Linked DNA regions of Columba livia: region 1 is linked to region 2. A link is a contact called in public Hi-C data. All regions are on one chromosome and are shown on one strand. The core of a region is the stretch at or near the end of the contact, and the rest is flanking DNA. Distances in the headings are between cores, read along the strand shown.

Evidence for each region. Hi-C and Micro-C count contacts between places; a contact is called where the count stands out from the background.
Region 1: a contact with region 2 is called in a Hi-C map of crop, with 4 times the contacts expected there. The contact joins two enhancer-like sites. A contact is called at or near these places in 2 of 2 Hi-C or Micro-C datasets (crop and liver).

The regions. Positions count from the first base shown.
Region 1 is chr1:185,140,432-185,146,468 of bColLiv1.pat.W.v2, forward strand. No RefSeq gene overlaps it. Among named protein-coding and RNA genes, the nearest start is that of CAV1, 28 kb to the left of the region's middle. Within about 2 kb of position 4,015, at least 1 of the 3 cell types and tissues checked has an H3K27ac peak away from gene starts, as active enhancers do.
Region 2 is chr1:185,011,990-185,018,417 of bColLiv1.pat.W.v2, forward strand. No RefSeq gene overlaps it. Among named protein-coding and RNA genes, the nearest start is that of TES, 36 kb to the left of the region's middle. Within about 2 kb of position 3,447, at least 2 of the 3 cell types and tissues checked have an H3K27ac peak away from gene starts, as active enhancers do.

The DNA.
Region 1 (6,037 bases), core at 2,765-5,264, 130 kb after region 2:
CAGACTACTCATTCTATAGATATGATCTATCTCACTGACAGAAATCCTCCGTTGTAGTCTAGATTCCTTGTAGGACAGTAAATATTCCAATAATAGCAACTGATAACTGAGTAAAGCAAATGAGTGCTTGTTGGTTGAGACAAGTGCCTTTGAGATTTGTTCATACTTTGTCGTCTCTTGACTTTTAATCTTCCAGCTTGCACAGTATTTTATCTCTTTATTTCATGATGTGTAGACTCTGATTCAACTGTTACAGACATCTGTCAATTCAACTGTGTTTTCTTAACAAGAGTAGGTGATGTTACTCCCTTTTAGACAATGATTCAACTACATTTCGAAGCAGCTAAAATTCTGCTTGTTTCATCTGTGCTGAGTTTCTGAAACAGTTCAAAGAACACTAGATGCTTAAACACAAAAAGCTGGAGCTGTTTTTGTCAGATTTGAGCAGGACTGGGTCTTTTGGTATGAATTTCAGGGTCTTCAGAGCATCATTTCTGTAGTTAAAAAATCCTTTTGTGTATCTCTAACAAGCATCCTTTGAGGAAGGCTGTTGCAAACACAGATTTACTCCTCTAGGTTGCAGAACTGTCTGACCAAATAACAGTATTCAGAAGAAAGAGATTAAAGCTAGCACTGCCTGGCTCTTCTGTGGAGTGGAGAAACCCTTTCTGTTGCACAGTTCTCCAAAAACTTGGACGTCTCCATACATCAGTTTACTCCTTTCTGGCTGAGGGACTAAAAATTTTACTGTTGAAACTATCCTGTTCACGAATAGTCATACAAAATAAATTTAATTGATTCATGGATTATCGAGGACTGAAGCTCAAAGCAACCCTGTTACTGATGGCAGCAAGCTCTGGGCTTAAATGCAGAGGAATTCCTCTTAAGGCTGGTAAAAGCCTTGGCTTTGAAATCCTACTGTGACTCCTGGGGACATTGAACCCTCACTCTCTTGATAAGCCCTGTTTCTCATTTACAAGATTAAGCCTGTATAGAGACAAGAGAAAGTAAAACAAACTTGGGGAGAATTAACAATGCTGAACTAATCATATATTTGTTTTAGCAATGATTAAATGTGCATGCTGTACATCTGTGCACTAAACCTCAGTTTCACAGCCACAGGTTGCCTGAGCTATTGCCCTTTTGTGGTCACTGCTGTTAGCTAAACTTTGCCCCTGTTTCCCCATCAGTGGTGACAGCACCACGATATCCAAGAATTCCTTAATTCACACAGACATGACACGACCTCATGGGGATGCTCAGCCCTACCTCACTTGTCTCAAGAGACGGGGTATTCACACAGAGCTCTGCTGCTCTACGTAGCAGCTTCAGCTCAATGTATTTATTTCTCTCCAAAAAAACCTCCAATTAGCTCATCACAGTGTCTACAGAAGGTCTACGACTTGTAGGAGTCTTAAAGATTAAGTTCTTGCCCTGTTTCTGTTCTGGTCTCTGTTCTACTCTGCCTCCATTTCAGCATGAGGTTCCAGCAGTTATGTAGAAGATTCTGGGTAGAACACTTCCACAACTGAAATCACTCTCTACCTACACTTCTCCCTGTTCAATAGTATTTCACAACCTTCTCCTAGGTAGAGTTTACATTCTTTTTTGGCTCTGTTTACCAACACCAAGTAGAAGCAAAATGCCTTTATTCCTTTCAGGAAATCATGTTGAAAGCAGCTAAGAACTATATATATATATAGATAGATAACCATTCCACTGCTGTCTGTTGAGTCCTAGAATTGTTTCCAAATGCCCATCAGATCATGACGGATGTCATCAGATAATACCCGTGTATTAAGTCCCGTTCTTTCAATACATGATGCTACATGCCATGGCCCCATAAACACTGAGTATGTCAAATGCAGTTGTTTTTTTTTTTTCCCACAAACTCAGCTGTCCTTCTGGGTTGCATAACACCACTATTTATAAAAGGCTGTCAAGAAATGATGCTTTCATCCTAAAAAATAACAGTTTATCTATCAAACAAGGGTATGTGGGTAGTTGCAGTCCAGATAAGCAGCCATGTTGATCCCTTTTCATGGCACATACTATCAAATTTCAGTATGTATAAACACCAAATGATTTTCTGAGGCAGAACATAAGTCCCTTGGGAGCTTTACAGTCCGTGACTTAATTCTGCATAAATAATGGAACAGGTGCAAATAGTTGGCATAAAGCGTGTCTGAATATTTCTAAAGACAGTTCAATAGTCTTGGAAAAGGGGACGAAATGTAATAGCTCTCACAAAACAAGTTGTCTCTTTCCAGAATAAATATAGGTAAACACAAGAGAAGTAAAACCGCTTCCATATTCCTCTGCAGAAATGTTTATCCCATGTCTCCTCAAAGGACTGGTTCTCATAGTAAAGAAATAAGCTGCAGGACTTTTTGGTTCTTACCTCTTCCAATATTGATAGTGTATTTTTGGTAATTTCTGTGTTGTGTTGACCTAGGACTGAAACTGGAACAACTTCTGCCATGCAAACCCTTCCAGAGCAAGAGAGTAGTAATGCAATCATGGTGAATGTGATGTGAATTTAAACTCCATACTCTGTGGTTCCTTAGTGTGTGGCACTTCTCACAGCAACAAGCTCTATCTAACTTACTAAAATTAGAATTATTTATTTTGTGTTTCTTTTACTTGAAAATTATTTTATGTTAAATACCAAAAAAACGCAGAAAAGAATAAGTGTAATCAAAAAAGTTTGGCTGAAAAATTTGTATAAGATGCTTCTAGGTCAAGGCTCTTAATCCATGTAGTCACCGCAGCTATTGTACAAAAATCTTGGGCTTGGTTTCTAATAGAAATATTGCAGCAAGCCACAAAGTCACATGGAACTTGTACAGTGCAAGAGTAAATAATCAGCTAACAGAATATCTCCTGACCAAAATGGGAATCCATCCTGACCATGAATCTGTCTTAATCAAGTATGGTCTCATATAATTTGCTGGAAAAACTTATTCATTTGACACTATGTAAAAGCCTTGCTGAAAATGGCCCTGATTTGTAGAAACCTTTGGTCATGGTGCTGTTACCACTTTGTTATTAATTCTGCATGGAGGTTGAAGGTAGGAACTGGGACCAGAGCGAATGTCACCTCTCCACTGGGGGATGCCTTGAGATTCGTGTCTCCAGGTAGCATGACCTTTGAGATTAATGGAGAGCACAGAGCTCTTGAAGAAATCAAAGCTGAGCCCAAAGTACAAGATCAGTCCCCTTGCTACTCCCACACAGCTCTATAAAGCACCTGAGGAGGGGAGCAGGGCTCTCAGGGAGAGCTGATGGGGAGGGAACCAGTACCACACTAGAGCTGTGTCACTGTGGCAGTGGTGAGTAGCTGATAGACCCTGGTAATTTGTGTTCACCACTGCTGTTCCACAGCCACACATGTTGACCGGTCCTAAGCAGGGGTCAAACACCTTCAGAGTGGCCTAAAAATGCTGTTGGCTCATGGATTAACATCCAAGGTGAAATGTGGTGTAATTTAGGATGTGTTTTTCTGGCTCCCGTGACATCAGAACCCTTCTGCTGTTGTATATAATTATAAAAATGTCCCTCTGACTTCTTGTTGCTGAAAATACACAGGCTGTTTTGTTTTCAGAAAAACAGCATGTTCCTTCCCTCTTGTTTTTCTATTTTTGGCAGGTTCTACCATGAAAACTGTGGCAAACTACAGCTGAAAACTGGAGTAAGACTTAAGATGACACCCTCTAGCCTGTAGCTTTATAAAGGTATCTAGCCTTTAGCTTCCCTCCCAGGAATAATACTGGGTCTTTTTTATTTGTATAGTACTCCCAGGCAGAAGATGAAACACACTACTTGTTTGTAACTGGTAGTGTCGAAGAACTTACTAGCCTTAACCACAGAGCAAACCATCGATATGGAGGGAGATGCAGAGCATCAGAAAGGGAGTAGGCACTGAAATACACCATGCAGGAGCCTGAGTAATGGGCAAAAAATGGGAGTGTAACCCTATGACCATATTTAGTTTCCACATGTGAATCTTGGCTGGCTGGATCCTACCCCGAATGCCAGTGGAGCCTGAGAAGTTGGAAGGCTTTTGCTCTGTGCATACAAGCAGAGCCGTGACTCACGCAGAAGAGAAACAGTTTTCTTTTACAAGGAGAACATTTTTCCTTATTGACCAGGCACACACTTGAAAATAGCTTTGCTTTCTGAGTAATTCTGTCAATTCATGGCAATGCTGTAGAAGTATGAAAACCAAAGAAGCATTTAAAGCTCCAGGAATTTGCTAATAGGAAGTAGAAAGCTCTGTTTAAAGACAGACAGCTAAATTCACTATATATGTCAACTCCTTGAAGACAATTAATTAAACTGAGGGTAACTCAGACTATTCAATAAATTTCAAATGTCAGACAAAGAAAAGAAATGAAGAATCGAATAATATTAATGCAAGATATTTAAAATGACGTGCAATTTAATTTCTTTGAGTAGGGAACTCAGTCTATAATCTCATTTGCACTGGGCTTTATTTCTGATGCAATACATTTTCAGCATCAAAAGTGAAGAAGCATTAAACTGTGAAAGATAAAGCTCAATTGCAAAGGGGTGATGCTTCTTGGAAAGGAAGGGCACTTCTGAGAATCTCCAGTTATTGGAGTTTGTTTCCACCAAAGCTGTTGGAATTTTCCAACTTACTTCAATGGAAAATGAAGTAAGCCAAGGAAAATCCCACTCCATAGTGCAGAACATCATTAAAAGGTATTAGTAATCAGAGCAAGGCAAACAGGACGTATTTTAGTGCCTTTTTTTTTTTTTCCCTCTCTCTTTCCTGATTTGCTTCAGGGACCCTCTTCTTTTAAGGCTTACAAATGACACTGATTAAACCAGCTGAAAATTAGGCCCTCATCAACCAGAACCAGCTCACCAAGCTGTTGTTCCCCTCTCTGTCCCCTCTGTCCACAGCACGACACTTCACCCACGACAGCAGCCGCAGGAGGTTCAGCAGCAAGGCAAGGCCTTTCCCTAAAAATACCCCTTTGTTTTCTTTTTCTTTACATCCATGACAACACACGATGTGCAGCATTTTATTTTTATACTTAACGAGGGGGATTTTCCGCTGGGAAAACGCCTGGAAGGACGCGGCCGGCAGAGCAGCCCCGGAGCGCCGGGCTGAGGCTGCCACCTCCCGGCTGCCCGGCCGCTGCCGCCCGCTGCGGGATCGCGGCTCCACACACCGCCCCTCGCAGGAAAAACGGCCGTAAAACGCTCGTTTGGAGCTCGAAAAGGAAATTAGTTTGATCCTGCTGAAGCCCGTCATTTAATTATCGAAACACCCACATGTGATGTTCTACTATACTTCCTCTGACTTACAGAAAGGGTTAAGGATGCAGTTGGAATTATGTGTCAGCTTGCATTATGTCTGAGATAAAAATGCTTCAGTAGAGGCAATATTCTGATATGAGAAATCAATTCTAAACATGAGAAATCAAAATAAGCAGACTGTAACACACTGGCCCCAGGAACCAAATTTGTAGAAGTACGTTAGTGAAGTTACTTCCACTTTCATTTTATGTTTGTTGACCACTTTATCAGTGGAAATGTACCCTCTGCTTTCATTCTAATAGAAGTGTTTCAAAAAGTCATCTGTTACTGTAAGTGTGGCAGGGAGAGCAACTGAATAAAAACTCTCCCTTGAGGACAGCAAAAATGGTGCAGCAAAATTCTGCTTTGACTGAAATCAGTACCAGGCCTTTCACACCAGGAAAGTGCAGTCAAAAAGAAAACAGGGAAAGCACGAAATTAGACAAGCGGACCTCCCACCATCAAGCCAGAACAATCTTCAAAAGAGATTTTTTTTTTCTGCCTGTCTTCCCTGGAAATTTTGGCTGGGACTGAGCTGAGCCAGAGGCTCCAGAAACACCAGGTAGTGCTGCAGGAATGGCAATGTACTGGGTGAAGCCACTTACCAACACAGCATAAAGCAGCCACCCTTGTGAGTCCTATAGAGCATATACAATAAATTCCACAAGGAAGAAGATAATTTTATCTGTAAACAGTTTTTTTCTTTCTT
Region 2 (6,428 bases), core at 2,197-4,696:
TCAACAATCCAGGAGAAATGGAGAGAAAAATATTCAAAGTACTGAAAATAACATTTGTTTTTTTTCAGTGTCTTTATTAACAAAACAATAAATAAAGGAGCTTTAGGGAGCAAAAGTCCATAACCATCTGAGCCAGGACTAGGCTCAGGTTGTAGGTTGCCACCCTGTATTCACTGCTTAAATGACAGAAAAAAAGCCTGAGGTTTTTTACCTTTCATGCTGGTGAGTACCTGGGCAGTACCTGCTTCACTGTGACACCACCATTGCAACAATGCTGAGTTTTGTTGTTGCTGTGAGCAATCACAACAAAATGCAGAAGATCAGTTTCCTCCATAACTCTTCCTCCCCAAACAACTGAAAAATTACCCAAGTAAGAGGATGTTTCTGCTGCAGATTAAGCTCAGCATTGTTCAGATTTGTCTTCAAGCCTAGCATTGTTGTAGAAAACTTTTGCACCCAGTTTATGAGAAACTAGTCAAACTTCATTCATTTGTTAAATTTTCATTTGTTAGAAAAATGTAGCATCACAATAAAAAAACCAAGAGTTTTCATTGGTTGCCCTGGATGAGTTATTTACATGAGTCTTGATTTTCATGTTTGCAGTAATTGAAATATTAACAGCAACCACATGATGTTCTTCAGTTACCCAGCAGATGCCGTCCCTGCTACGCTGAGCAAATGTGCTGCATGCACAAGGCAAGAAAGACCCTGTGAAATAAATACTCAGCAGGAAAACAAGAAAAAGTTTTGAACGGAAAGAGAAGAGATGTTCTGAAGATTTTCAGAAAGGAATAAGCTGAGGAAGGGGCTGGAGGTCCAGGAGTCTGTGCAAGAGCAGAAAACAGCATGATCATGAATTCAGACAGAGGGAGGAGGCACGGGGGTGGTATTTTAGGACGAACATCAGCAAAGTAGAAAAACAGGGAAAAAAAGGTGAAATAAGTAAGGGGAGATAATGCTGAATCATGGAGGCACTCTGGAATGATTTTGGCTTATTATGAAAAGGTAGAAAACTTAAGGTGGCGAAGGGCAATTGCTCTAAACAAGGGAAGTCAATGATATTGTTTAATTGCCATGGGTAGAAAACAGAGACCATGAGCTTAGGGAACAGCTTTCAATAATCAAGGTTATGAGATAAAGAGGACATTAAGAGGATAGATGGTAAGGAAAGGTTGTTCTTCAGTAGTAATCTGCACTCCTAATGCTGCATGCCTATGATACATCTAAAATCTAGTCAGTTACACTTGCATGTTAACATACACGCCCTGTTTAAATGAAAAAAGCAAAATGTTTTTTGTGTGATAACAGGTTGATGTTCTGTGCTGAAGTCTGCTGTGTGAGGTTAACTTTATGACACTTCCTAGAAAGCAGATCTAATTCTGAGGAATCAGGAGTGAAACACAAGGATAGTGACAGAAAACGTTTAAGTCCAAGTAGATTCCTATGTTCCCAAACAAGCAAAACACTAGTGCCTATTTAAATTTTCCAAAAGCAGACAGCACCCAGGCCAAATGTGCATGTTAGTTGCCTGGTAATGCACTGGTAACACTTTACTCTAGCAAAATAACGGCCAAACAAATTTATTTTAACTGTGAATTCAAGGTTTGAGGGCTCATAACATTACAGAAAGATTTGAGCTGAAAAGATCTCTGGGGTTCATATGGTCCAATCCCCTGCCCAAAACAGAGCAAACTTTGTGGGTCTATCAAACTGCTCAGGGTCTTGCCCAGCCAAGTTATTGTCACTAACCTGCCTATTCCAACAATGGGTACAATATAGTTCTTTGCATCTCCTGGCCTGCTCCGGCTTTTGCTATTGCACATCACAAGAAGGTTCCCACCAGGTGCTGTTTCTCCCTCCAGCTGAGATCATTATTCTATTGTGTCTTCCCTAATTAAGCCCAAAGCCCCCAGTAAAGAGATGCAGCTAGATTCTGGGACTCAGAAGAAGCTTTCCCAAGTTCTTAAACTAAAGCAGCCTAGCTCCCAGTGGTTTGGTGATTAATTGACAATCTAACTGTATTATATGAAGCTGCAGCAGTTTATCCCTTACAGGCTTCCAAGAATATAATTGGGAAACCATACTTATAAATGTATTCCTGACTTCTATCCTTGTCTGCATTTTACTAGGCAGCAGAGACTCCATACGGGTGAGAAGTCCAGCCTGAGGTTTTTTTCCTATTTAATACATAAACTCTGACTAAAGCATTTCCCATGGTTAGCGAATTCATTAGATCTCACTTGCCCTCTTTCTTTTTCAGAGGCTGAAGTGCAGCAGAGGCTCAGCATTAACAAACAAAACTTGTTTCTCGAGTTTCCCAAAACTTGTAGGAACTTAATAGGTGTTAGATCACTATCCCTTTGCCAAGTCTGGCTGAGGTTATAGGAGAGAGACTCCTCTGTCTCCTGGTCTTGCTGTTTCTGTCTCTCTCTCACACACCCCCCCCTTGGAAAATGCATCCACACATGACTCAGTCTGAAGAGTCTTTCCAAAAGTGCCTTGGCTGGCACTTCGATGTGGTCTGCACCCATTTCTACCTCACACTAGTAAGCTTCAGAACAGGCTGAAAAATCAGTGTCCAGTATTTCCTACTGCTGTGTTTTGGTGGGTTGACTGTTCAGCATGCTGGTTATTTCAGCACTAGCCTTTTCCACATTGAAGATTCTGCACCTGAAAATGATGCATTCTGACAGCTAAGTTTGGGGTATCTACACCTTTATGTGGCCTGCAGGTGCAAAGAAAAGAGTTAATCTGTGTAGGAATTGGACTCTATGGAAGCTGTTGGGGCTCAACCTGTGTCAGTTGGACACAGATCTTAATCAAAGAAAACATGGGAAAAAACAACATAGCTTGAAGTTCCAGCTGAAACAATCTGGGAGGCATTTTTAATGAATAACTTTGAAAGTGTATTCAGGACAGAAATCAGGAATAATCAGTAAGCATAAAATCAGTAAACAGTTCATCAATTCTTAGAAAACATTTTAATGACCTTCCAGAATAAGAAGCCAGAACACTGTGGGCAGAATACAAACAAAATGTCTCTCATTCCAGCGATTCAATGCACATATTTCAATTCAAAACTTCTCTGTATGATATGCATTAAGAAGTTTTTCAGACTGCTTTTGTGGACTTGCATCTATTCCATTGCTTCTTTTTTTTCTTTTTTTTTAGTATGTTGGGGGAATTGTCTCTAAAACTGAATATTCCTCTACAAATTCCTTATTTACAACAAACAAATGGACTCTTGGCCCCTTCTAATTTAGTCATAATGTACTGAGAGTATCAATATAAGCTGTTTGGAATCCTTTTTATGTAATACTTTCTTCCTGTCTAAAGGCATAAGGAGTCAGCATGGTTTAGTAGACATCAGACTATGACTACAAAACAGAAACATCTAATTCCTCTGCTGAATGCAATGGGACATTGCCTAAATTCCTTGGGCATTCTGTGCCTCAGCTACCATCCTACGGAAGATGGGTGTAATGGCAACATCACAGTGAAGTTTGAGGCTTGATTCACTCTAACTGGTGAAGTTTATTGGAACTATAAACTTTATAACTGCAGCCGTTACAATACAAAAGGTCTTAACAGTCTTTTCTGAAATACTTTTTATTTTCTTCATTTTGGCATTCCCATATGAAACTGCCAAACAGAATTGAGGTTTATATTTATGAGGCCTGTAATCATTCCATGAACTTCAAGAAATCTGGCAGTGATCTGGAAAACTTAGGAGGTAATAAAAGTTTACCAGCAGGAATGTAGAGCTGCCTTGTATGGTGGTGGAGACTAGAACCAGTACATATTTTGATAATACAGCCCAGCTCTGGTCTTTGGGGTGGGCTTTCGTTGTATAGCTCTGCCTGCATCTGAAATGCGTGGCAGTGTAAACATTCTTCTAATAACACAGAGGTTCTCTTAAACATTTGTAAATAGTTCAGCAATTTTGAGAAACGGGGTGGAGCCTGGAGATGGCTAAAGAAAGCAGCATTATTCTCATGCTTGTTGAACTCACTGTCCCGAGCCCAGTTCTGCTCTTAATGTAAACGGCTGCCACTTGCCTCAAGGGCAGTTGCACAACATGCATCTGACCAGACTTGGAAGGCACAAGCTGTTCCAGAGCAGGACAGGGCTGTGCTGCATCCAACCTGACCCAAAGTGATACCCTACACTGAGGATTTGTTTCTACTTAGCAAGAAAAGGTGCAGTATCAGCTGTGTTGTGAGTGGTTTGGAGGAAAAACAATTTTTTACTGAAAACTACTTATGTAGAGGGAAAAACAAAATTGTAGGATCAAATTCAGTAACACTTTTGTCAGCTTTGGTTATGTCAGAAAAGCAATTTTGTAGTATAAAGTGGGAAGATCTCAGAGGATAGGAAATTCTGAATTTCAAGAACGCTTACGTTAGTTAATCAGTTCGTTAATTAATTCGTTTCATTAGAATTCCAGTAATGTACTTCTGGAGCAAGATAATAATACCACCCTTACTTCCAGTGAAAGTTACAAAATTAATGGTGTTCATGCAGGACCAGAGCTCCTGAGGTATCGTTTTGGGGCTGGCTTTTCTTCCTTTATGGCTAATCACCTGTAGAAAGCCATTGCCTTTTCTAATTCTGTGGTCATGTTTGTTTGTTTGTTTGTTTTTTTAAATGAGAATGGCAGCACTAATGTTTTGGAATCTTCTGGGGTCAATTAATAACTTTAAAATACTGTGAAGGTGGAAGGTGGTAAAAATTTTACTCCAGGTGATGGCCTGCATTCTCAACATCCCAGTTGCACCAAACTCAATATGGAAGTTTTCTCGGCCCGCACAACCTGGCCATTAGACATGGACTTTGAGGGTCTTGTTGTCTCATGCATCTCAACTCTCATGCTTTGAATCTTGGCTCAAGGTCCGGTTTCTTGTGTTTCAGAAATACCCTGATGCCGTTACTGCAGGTAACTTTCACTACTTAGTTCAGTCAATTGGACTTGTGCATGGAGTTAACTACAACTATTTATTTGCTTTACATAAGCCAACATTTAAAATATTTTTTTAATTAAATAAAATATTTTTTAAAAGCATCCTTTAATACAAAATAATCAAAAATGGTCTCATTAAGATTGTCTGATTCTAAGCATTGTTTGCTATGGCAGCACTATTACTGCTAATCATTCAGAGAATATCTTTAGTGTGGAAATTAATACAGAAAAAGGTTGTATTTGCAAGTTCTTCATCTTTCAAATTGATAGGAACAGGTTCCCACTGACAGAAGTCTGTGGGAACGGAATAGGGCGTGGAATGTAAGAGTCCCATCTTGAAGGAGCCTGCCAGCATTTGTCATACGTGGTGGTAAGCAGGTCTCAATCCCATTAGCAGAGGCAATAGGAAGAGGGAGTTCTGTGGGAAGGGTCCCCTAGAGACTCCTGTAACAGGACAGGAATTAGAAGCCTCTGAGGAATGTCAAAGCCCCACCTCATTAGCTACCACATATCCTTCACTTTACATCCACAGGGATATGGTTGTCATCCATAAATGATGCAACAGTAGATCTGAGTAATCTAACCTAGAAAATTATTTTCACAGGATTCTCCACTTCACATAAAGTGGACAAGAAATATGCAGGTATAACTTTCGTATAAGCACAGCTCTTTTACACCAAGGCAATGCCACCACTTCTGCTATTGCTGACCCCTACAAGAACAACTGTCAGAAGGGAAGAGACAGAAACATGACCTGGCCAGCTGCACACACATATTCTTGTGCCAGTCTGCAGCCAATTCGACTGCCTGACAACTATCAGGTTTGGGAGGGACTTCTTTATTTTGGGCTTAGATCAGAAAATACCATGGAGTAAGAATTTGCTTTACTAAGGACAAAAGGCGAAAAAGCCCATTGTTCAGAATGTCTTTGTGCAGCTGACGGTTTCTCTTGTGTTAAAACACAACTTGCTGCATGATCTTACTATCAGGACTGTGCAGCAGCTGACTTAGAGCATGACATTGAGGCTCAATATACTGTGTGCCTGGAAAAGTAGCATGAGACCATTTGGAGATGTGATGATGCAAAGTCTGGTGAATAATAGTAGAAAACTGCATTGGGAAGAAGCCAAAAGTGGTTTCCTTTGGAAAATGTTGCTTTTGGGTCCCCAAAATGGGCCGTCTCTTAGTCTGCCAGACTACACTGGATGTTGACTTAGAAAGAGCTATTAGAAGACAGCCAAAACAGAGCAAAGCAAAAACTGTTGAACAGTGTGGATGATGAGGAGACTAGTGCTTTACTTCCACCTCTGGTCTTTTTTATTTAGCAGCCTAGACATGACCTGACATTAGATTGACTTTATAGTCCCTCAGCAATGTCAGCACAATCACATGCAGATGATGGGCTGGTGAAGACGAAATCTCTTTTCTGCAAGTGTCTGAGGTCATACTTGGTATCATCTCTTCTGAT